Linked DNA regions of Sus scrofa: region 1 is linked to region 2. A link is a contact called in public Hi-C data. All regions are on one chromosome and are shown on one strand. Each heading gives the region's core, a stretch centred on a gene start, on an enhancer-like site or on the middle of the called end of the contact. The rest is flanking DNA. Distances are from core to core; before and after follow the strand shown. Region 1 overlaps NETO1 (neuropilin and tolloid-like protein 1). Region 2 has its middle 61 kb from the start of NETO1.

Evidence for each region. A called contact is a pair of places that touch in the nucleus more often than the background predicts.
Region 1: a Hi-C map of liver shows a contact between it and region 2, with 10 times the contacts expected there. The contact joins two enhancer-like sites. A contact is called at or near these places in 1 of 5 promoter capture datasets (liver) and 3 of 47 Hi-C or Micro-C datasets (all in liver).

Annotation. Positions count from the first base shown.
Region 1 is chr1:150,785,722-150,790,111 of Sscrofa11.1, reverse strand. The region is part of intron 7 of NETO1 (neuropilin and tolloid-like protein 1); the gene reads right to left. Among named protein-coding and RNA genes, the nearest start is that of NETO1, 76 kb to the right of the region's middle. Within about 2 kb of position 3,106, at least 1 of the 83 cell types and tissues checked has an H3K27ac peak or open chromatin away from gene starts, as enhancers often do. A contact at or near this core is called in liver, where this site is marked.
Region 2 is chr1:150,647,644-150,652,603 of Sscrofa11.1, reverse strand. No RefSeq gene overlaps it. Among named protein-coding and RNA genes, the nearest start is that of NETO1, 61 kb to the left of the region's middle. Within about 2 kb of position 3,078, at least 1 of the 83 cell types and tissues checked has an H3K27ac peak or open chromatin away from gene starts, as enhancers often do. A contact at or near this core is called in liver, where this site is marked.

The DNA of each region.
Region 1 (4,390 bases), core at 1,857-4,356, 140 kb before region 2:
TTGTCACAAATTGATTTGAAACTAAACACATCATCTCATCTAGGCAAATTATTGTAAACAATATCCCCACATCCTTAAAGTGAACAGTTTGCTTTTCATCCTTTTTACTTGTATGTCTGTTTTTAACAGATACATGCTGCCCAGAAATCAAGCATTAAGTGACTGAGATTTTACTGTGCTCTAAATAAGAGCAGAAGAGCAACTGAAAGTGGAACTTCAAAAGTCACCATGAGATATCACTCCGAGTATTCATTCAGTCTAGTTACTGCATATTCAGGGAACACAGGAAAAGTCTGGCTCAGAAAATCTGGCATGTCACTCATTGTGAACAGGTGCATTTCACTATGTCTCCATAATGTATTTCCAATATTTAATACACAGTTCTATCATAATTGATTATGCATTTTTGTATATAAGTACACTCAAAACTGAAATTACACCAACTATAATCAATTTTAAAAACTTTGGATGATTCTTCAGAGCAAAACAAATTTTTTTGGCCACGCCCATGGCACGTGGACGTTCCCAAGTCAGGAATCTAATCTGTACCACAGCAGTGACAACACAAGCCAGTGTAGTCACCACACTGGATCCTTAACCCAGCACCACAAGAGAACGCCAAGACCAGTGACTTTATAAAAAGTGATGCAAATATGTAAAACCCTACTCTTAGATGCAATTTTAAATTGAGTCACTAAGATAAAATATAGCATGCTTCCTATATCAATATAAGAATTACTCAATGTCTTCTCTCTTTATCTCAATTTGGACTCATTCTTCTTTATCTCCAAGTGTGTTTCTAACCCAATTTTCCTTGATATTTCTTAATTTTTGACACAAGAAAACAAATTAGTTACAATGGTTGATAAATTTTTCTCTTTACTTCAGAATATATTTATGGTTTAAATGTGATTTTTCTTAGAGAATGGTATCAAAAATTAATGCTTAAGATTAAGGTATTTTTTGTGCTATCTATGTGTTCATCTCTATTGGGTACATGGTGTCTTTTTTTTTTTTTTTCTTTCTCTGTTTCTTTCTTTCTTTTTTGGGCCTCACCTGTGGCATATGGAAGTTCCTAGGCTAGGGGTCGAATGAGAGTTGCAGCTGCAGGCTTATGCCACAGCCACAACATCGACCTGCAGCTGGATCTGAGCCACATCTGTGGCCTATGAGACAGCTCATAGCCTTTGCTGGATCCTTATCCCACTGAGTGAGGCCAGGGATCGAATCCACATCCTCCTGGATACTAGTCAGGTTCTTAACCCACTGAACCACAGCAGGAATTACAGATACATCATTTAAGAGTGGACTGAGCACTTTGAGTAATCTGAGTACAAAATGCCATTCTAAGCATTAAAAAGACAATAATCTACTGAAAGTAAGACTGTGCCTCTTTGGTGATAATATTGATTGTTTTTTCTCTAGTTGCTAGACTTCAAAGTTGCTCTTTAGGATAAATTCTGGATGCTGTTTCTCTGAGGTATACCTTTTTTGGCAATGGCCAGCAGCAGTGTGATACCATTTATCAGGGTAACAGTCTCAGGTAGAGCTGAGAAAAGGCTGAGGTGAAGGGTTAGCAAGACAGTAGAGGCAGGAGTATGATATTTATGGGCACAATTTAGGGAAGACATTATTTCTCAAGCCCCAGTTGAAGGTAAATATTTCTCCATTCAGTGATCTTATATTCTCCCCACTATATTAGAGAATATTTTTCTGCCGTTGTTGCAAATATTAGTGTTTAATCCAGATTTTACAAAATGTTACTAATGTGCATGTGAAACCTCAGAGTCCAATGACTCATTGTAAGAATTTCCATACCTCTCTCATACACCCGTTCTTTCCCTTTTCTGTAACTTATTCAGATACAAATGTCAAAACAAAATGATTTGAAAATATATCCCTATTTACATGCATTAGTCCCTGGATTAGTATGTCCCAGAGCAGAGGCCCCTTGTTATGATTCTACTTTGGTCTAGTATTATAGTCACATGAAAGTGGGATACTGTATGACATATGAGTATAGAAAGTAAGCATAAAATGTAAACATTAAGATGCAATAGATATGACAAAAAAATAAAAATTCGGTTTGTAAAGCAAGTAAAACTATGCTGACATCTATAAGCTACATGAGTGGTGCAAAGATACTACTTAGTTTTATCACCAGAATCATCATCATTACTGCCACCACCATCATCACTATCATCATCTTTAGAAAATGGGAGCCTTGTTGATTCTATAAATGTGACAGAGTTACCCACAGGAGACTTTCTGATATTAGGATCCAGGCCTTACATTCTTGCCTCAGTGCTGTTAATATATCATGACTCATGGCATTGAGGGTATTCAGTGAAAGTCAGTTAACTTCCTTGGGTCATTTCTTTTTCTGCTTGAATTCATAAAATGGTTGGGACTGAAATAGATGGCTTCTAAGATCTTATCTAACCCCTAAAATATCCTATGGCCCTAAAATAAGAAATTTTGACAGATGTTAGAATATTGCTGACTACATCCTGAGAACTTCTCAACACTGTACTGGGGATACCATCTAATAAATGAAGGAACCAAGAAAAATATCATCTCTAATATTTATTCTGTGTGTGTGTGTGTGTGTGTGTGTGTGTGTGTGTGTGTGGAATAAAGATTAGAATCATTGTCTTTTTTTGTTTGTTTTTTTTGTTTTGGTCTTTTTGCCATTTCTTGGGTTGCTCCTGCGGCATATGGAGGTTCCCAGCCTATGGGTCGAATCAGAGCTGTAGCCACCAGCCTACACCAGAGCCACAGAAACATGGGATCCGAGCTGCGTCTGCAACCTACACCACAGCTCACGGCAACGCCAGATCCTTAACCCACTGAGCAAGGCCAGGGATCAAACCCGCCCCTCATGGTTCCTAGTTTTTCCTAGTTGTTAACCACTGAGCCATGACGGGAACTCCTAGAATTATTCATTTTTGAATAAAAGAATTGATTAAAGTCCACTTCATGTTGTTTTGAAATTTTTCATCCCTTATCTGGAATACCTGATTTCAAAGCAAATATTTAGTCTACACCCACATGTTTCATCACATGCTGACTTTGATCCTAGGCATAGAATAGTAGAATCCTGCAGTTTTAGTCAATGAAGAAAAAACAAAATACCATAACAAAACTACACAGGCAACATGACACAGAGGATGGATTTGTTTCAATCAAAGCTCACTGTGAATTAATGAGATAGTCACAGAAATTGCTATTATAATACTCATTCAAATGAAAGTGACCATCCAACCACCATGTAGGAACATAAAGGGTTGGGTGCTTTCTTAGGAAAAATACACAGTTTCTTCTGGATTAGTCACTGAATGTCCACCCACTTGGATGACTTCCGGAGATCATTTAATTACAGCAAGAAAACTCTTTTATCTGAAACTGAAATAGTTCTAATGATATATATACAGGATGACATAATTCACCATTTCTTACATAAGCACAATTTTAAAGATTCACAGATTTTAATCTTCAAGTTGAAAGGGACCTCAGACCTTAGCCTCGTCTCATTTACCCGGACTCAACTTAGGCACTTTCCCTGCCCCATTCTTGCCAGATAAGAATCGATTTCTCCCATATCATCTGTGGAATATCCTCTGTGGGAATCCATTCGATTTTGTAACATTGCAGCTGCTATTAGCTGGGCATTTTTTTTTTCCTGAATTACACTCAAATGATTTCCTATCATTAATTAAACAAACATTAATCTTACCTCTCAGGCCTTAATCCATATAACCCACCTAAGTGTAAGGTAGTTATCACATTTGGAACAAAGAAATCTCTAAGATAAACATATTTCTCCTTTGGCCTTTTCTCATGATTCTAGATGCTTCTGCATCCTGGTCAACCTCTCCTAATTGACTACTCTGCTCCTCGTTAATAACACCCAACAAAGAACAGACTATGTGATTATGTGATTTGCATTTTGACCAGTGCAGCTTCCCAGGGGCGGGGCGGGGGGGGGGGGAAAATCTTCTTTGAGCTGCTTTTTTGTATTTTCCTTAGTATAAGCTAATACTGCGTAAGACGTTTTTTGTTGATTATTAGAAAAGTATTGGCTAATAGTGAGTTTGAGTGTAATAAAAATCTTACAAAACCCTAAGAGTCAGGGTTCCTTTATATTATTGTTCTTTATTTGATATATGAAATGTAAGAATGTATATTGTAAGTTATCCTTACTTTTATGGTGTAGCTGTGATAAAAAATTACATATTTCCTGATACATTTTTTTTAAACTTAGCAAAAAAAAAAAAAAATGGAGTTCCCATTGGGGTATAGCGGAAATGAATCTGATAGTAACCATGAGGTTGCGGGTTCGATCCCTGGCCTTGTTCAGTGGGTTAAAGGATCCAGCGTTGCCATGAGC
Region 2 (4,960 bases), core at 1,829-4,328:
GGGTATAATTCAGTGACAACAGGAAATGACAATGAGATGGGCAATACTGAATTTCAGACAAAACTCCTTGGGGAAATAACATGAGGACACCATTTTTATAACTATCCTTCACCTACGGCATGTAAGTAGACATCAGTACACATAACTAAACATCCTGGAAATGGATAAGAGCCTAGACCAGTTAGACCAAATGAGTAATTCACCACTAACCAAGGAATCCACAGGCTTGAATGTCTTCCCAGCCCCACCTCTTGTGTGTATGATCTTGGACCAGCCATGTAAGTCCTCTGAGAACCATTTTCTTTATTTACAAAAACTATCATCTTCCCTACTAATTTCACCACTTTCTTTTAAAGGGGAAAATACATTTTAAACTATTTTAAAAGCAAGAGAGCACTAGAACATGTGCATTAAAAACAAATAAAAATCTCTTTCCTGCTCTAATATAAAACAATTATTTGCATCAGTGATATAAATAGCTAGAGACTTAACACAAATCAAATTTTGCAAAGTCAACAAAAGTTTAATCAAGTAATTCCTAGGGCAGGAACCTGTCAGATTAAGTATGCTTGCTGGAATAATACTGAATTAGAATTCGTAAATCACTTAAATAAAATGAATATTTTTTAAAATGTTAGATCAATTAATTACATCCCTTTCTAGCCCTGCTATAACAGCAAGCTCTTCTTATACCGCCCTAAACACCCTCACACACATTTACCCCACCACTACATAATGTTTTAACCCATTGATGACAATGTATTAAATATGCAAGCGGATACACATGCAAACACAAATATATTTTGAAGTCTTCATGGCATTTTAGACACAAGTAGCCTGAAATATTAGAAAACAAAAAGATCTTGAAGATAAATGGGAAGAAGTAATTCTGACTTTTACCAAAAAAAAAAAAAAAAAAAAAAAAAAAAGCAAAAAACACAAGGTCATCAGCACTCTTCCAAGTTTCATTAAGTCCCTCTGAAGTAGGTCAGTCTAGTGCTTATTCGTAAAACCTTAGAAGGTGAAGGTAGAAGAAAGAGCTTGGGGCTCTGGCACACATTAATCTTGCCTGAAGCCTAGGAAAGACATGAACCCAATGTTTTCTTTCTAAAAATAATAACATATTTAATACAGCAGTGAGGACAGAAATTTGAACTCTTTCATGGATAGAGACTTAGCATAAAAACTTGTACAACAGAAAATTATATTTAACCATAATTTAATAATTCCATAACAACCACATGGTGTTTTATTTATCAAACTGTGGCTCTCCAATCCCCCGCCCCAGGATGACTACCTGAGTTGTGTTTTCGCACTATCAGGTCCTGAGCCCAACCCTCAGAACTTCTGATCCAGCGACAGTGGAGTGTAGTCCTGGAAATCTGCATTTTGATGATACTCTTTGTACCTTTCATGTAATGAAATTTAAGAATTACTGACTGCTCTGCTATCTTTAGACATGGACTCGAACAACAAAATTCAAATATCAACTCTGCCATACAAATTGCAAAACCTTAGGAAAAATACCTGACCTCCTTAGATTTAAGTTTATTCATTTGGAAAATGAGAAAGGATATCTTATTCATAAAATTGTAGTGATGTTTACATGTATAATGCCGGGAAAACCTTGGTCTTATTGCCTGCTGCCTATTGTGTACTGAATAAGTATGGCCATTATTATTAGTAATCCTATTTCAGTATTTTCAATTAAAGTAAGTATTAAATAAAATCAAATTAGTCTTTGGGAAAACAATTAAAATATAATGAAATAGCTTCTGGTGTAAAACTCTTTGGAAAATACCCAAGGAAAGCTGACATTGTTTCTAAAGCAATTTTGCAAAGTTCTATTAATGACACAATATATGCACAATTGGGTGCTAATGTGCAGAAAATTTCTATTGAATATTCATTTTTTAATTTTCAAAAAAAATTGTCCTTTAAAATCTTTTTTTTTTGTCTTTTTGTCTTTTTTAGGGCTGCATCTGCAGCATATGGAAGTTCCCAAGCAAGGCGTCGAATCCAAGCTGTAGCCGCCAGCCTACACCACAGCCACAGCAACGCCAGATCTAAGCCATATCTGCAACCTACACCACAGCTCACAGCAATGCCAGATCCTTAACCCACTGAGCAAAGCCAGGGATCAAACCCTCAACCTCATGGTTCCTAGTTGGATTTGTTTCCGCTGCACCACGATGGGAACGCCTCCCTTAAAATATTGTTATAGAAATTGTGTATGCTTCTTTTAAATATCTTCATATGCATTTTATTGACCTTTGGCAGAATAATAATTATTTCAACCCTGATTGCTTATCATAACAGCCAAATAAAATTTCATCCACAGTATCCAGACTAAGTTTGACTATACAGACAGATACATCCCCATACTTAAGTGAGGATAAAAAAATCCATGTAACTTTTTTCTGGTTTCCACTGAAATTAAAAGCACAATTATCTACACAGGTTATCCGTAGCATAATAAGGAAGTAATGTATGAAAGTTCTTTAAAATGTTAAGTGAGTCAAATCAGCGTAAGGTATTATTATCACTTCTACCGTTATTACCACTTGTACTGTGAACAGTCATGGCAGCCACAAAGTGCCCTTTGAGTGGGAGACAGTAATAATAACACTGTCATTTTAAGAGCTCACTTGGAACCTGGTGCATACTGAATACTTTATATGCATTATGACATTTAATGTTCTCAACAACAGAATAAGGTTAGTCAAATGCCTATTTTTAATCGAGGAACCTGAAACCTAGAGTGTTTAAGTCCTATTTCCCAAGTGCAGAGCAGGGGCAAAGTCAGACAGGGAATCTCACTTTCTCCTTTCCTCCTGCTGCATCCCCAGGGGCCTAACCAAGTTCTGACGCGAAGTAGAGCTTAATAATAAAGGAACACACTTCAGGTTAAGGTTTTCACTGTCCCCATCTCCCCAGGTGCCTCTTATCTGCAGTGTACCAAGACCTTGTATTAGTTAGGGTTCTCCAGAGAAACACAGCCAACAGGACATAATTATGCAGTTGACCCTTGAACAACACAGGCTAGAACTGCATGGGCCACTTACATGATGAATTTTTTCATTGCTAAATACTGTGGTGTTATGCCATCCATGGCTGGGTGGATCAAAAATGTGGACCTTTGATACCTAGAGCCAAAGAGTGTCGTATGTGGATTTTTGACCCTGTGGAGGGTTTGCGCCCTTAACCCCTGAGTTGATCAAGATCAACTGTACACACAAAGAGAGAGATTTGTTTCAAGGAATTGGTTCACATGATTGTAGAGGCTGGCAAGTCCAAAATCTTCAGGGCATGCCAGCAGTCTGGCAACCTGGAGCAGCTGCAGTTCAATTCTGAGGGCTTCCGCTGGAAGAACACCCCCTTCTTTTAGAGAAGTCTACTGATTGGATAAAGCTCACTACATTTTAGAGAGTTATCAACTTTACACAAAGCTTAACCAATATTGATTTCAACTGAAAAAGGACTTCACTGAAATATCTAGAATGTTTGGCAATGTTTGACATAATTCTGAGCGAAACTGATACACGACTTTAACCATCACAAACTGGTGACAAACCCAGCAGATCAAAGCAATGCCATTCAGTTCCAACCTTAACTCCAATAAGCCACTTGCATTTTGCTTGCGTTTTATGTAGCAATGCTGCATTTTCCAAAATCTAACCAATTTGTGCACCTCAACTTCTACCTTCATTGTCTCATCCCCCCCAAACCTCTTCTTCTACTATTGCTCCTGTAAATACAAAGTCAATTATGATGTTTCTATATTGAAAAGTCCTGCTTTGGTTTCCCATTGTACTCAGTGAAAATCCAAAATCCTTACAAAGTCTCCAAGGCCCTATATGATCTGCCCCCCATTCTACATTTTCTCTTACCTCCCCTACATTTCCCCCCTTTTTCACTTTGTTCCAGCCTCCTGTCTGCCCCCCCCCCCCCCCGCCCCACAGTCCCCAGCTCCCAGGATTTCACCCCATGTACATGCACTGGTTGACCTTCTGCCTAAAACACTCTTACCCCCAATATTCACATGCCTGATTTCTTCACCTTTACAAATCCTTTTTCTCATGGCACCCTCTTCATGAGCGCTACCCCAAACTTGTCTTGAAAAACTGCAATGCCTTCCAATCTCTTTTAGTTTCTTGTGGCTGTTTAACAAATTACTACAAATTTAGACTTTTAAACAATATCTGCTTACTATATCTCGGTTTTGTAGGTCAGAGGTCCGAATGGGTTCAGCTGGGTTCTCCCTCAGAGTCTCAGAAGGTGGAGACCTATAAGGACAAAAGACCAAAAAAAAAAAAAGAATGGTGAAGCCACTCTTGGACTTTCTGCAGGTGGGAGCCAAGAGAGTGGTAATGGGAAAAGAATTTAGGGGTCAAAGAGATTTTGTTTTATTTTATTTTACTATCTTTTAGGGCTGCACCTGCTGCATATGGAGGTTCCCAGGCTAGGGGTCAAATCCAAGCTGTAGCTGTAGACCTACGCCACAGCCACAGCAATGCCAGATCTGAGCTGTGTCTAAGATCTACGCTGGATCCTTAATGCACTGAGCAAGGCAGGGGATGGAACCTACGTCCTCATGGATACTAGTCAGATTCATTTCCTCTGAGCTGAGACAGGAACTCCCCAAGAGATAATTATCATTTTTTTTTTTTAGGGTTGCACCTGGGACAAACGGAAGTTCCCAGGCTAGGGGTTGAATTGAGCTGTACCTGCCTGTCTACACCACAGCCACAGCAACACCAGATCCGAGCCACATCTGTGACCTACACTACAGCTCATGGCAACACCAGATCCTTAACCCACTGAGCGAGGCCAGGATGGAAACTGCGTCCTCATGGATGCTAGTCTCCAGATTTTATTTATTTATTTATTTATTTATTTATTTTGTCTTTTGTTGTTGTTGCTATTTCTTGGGCCGCGGCTCCCGAGGCATATGGAGGTT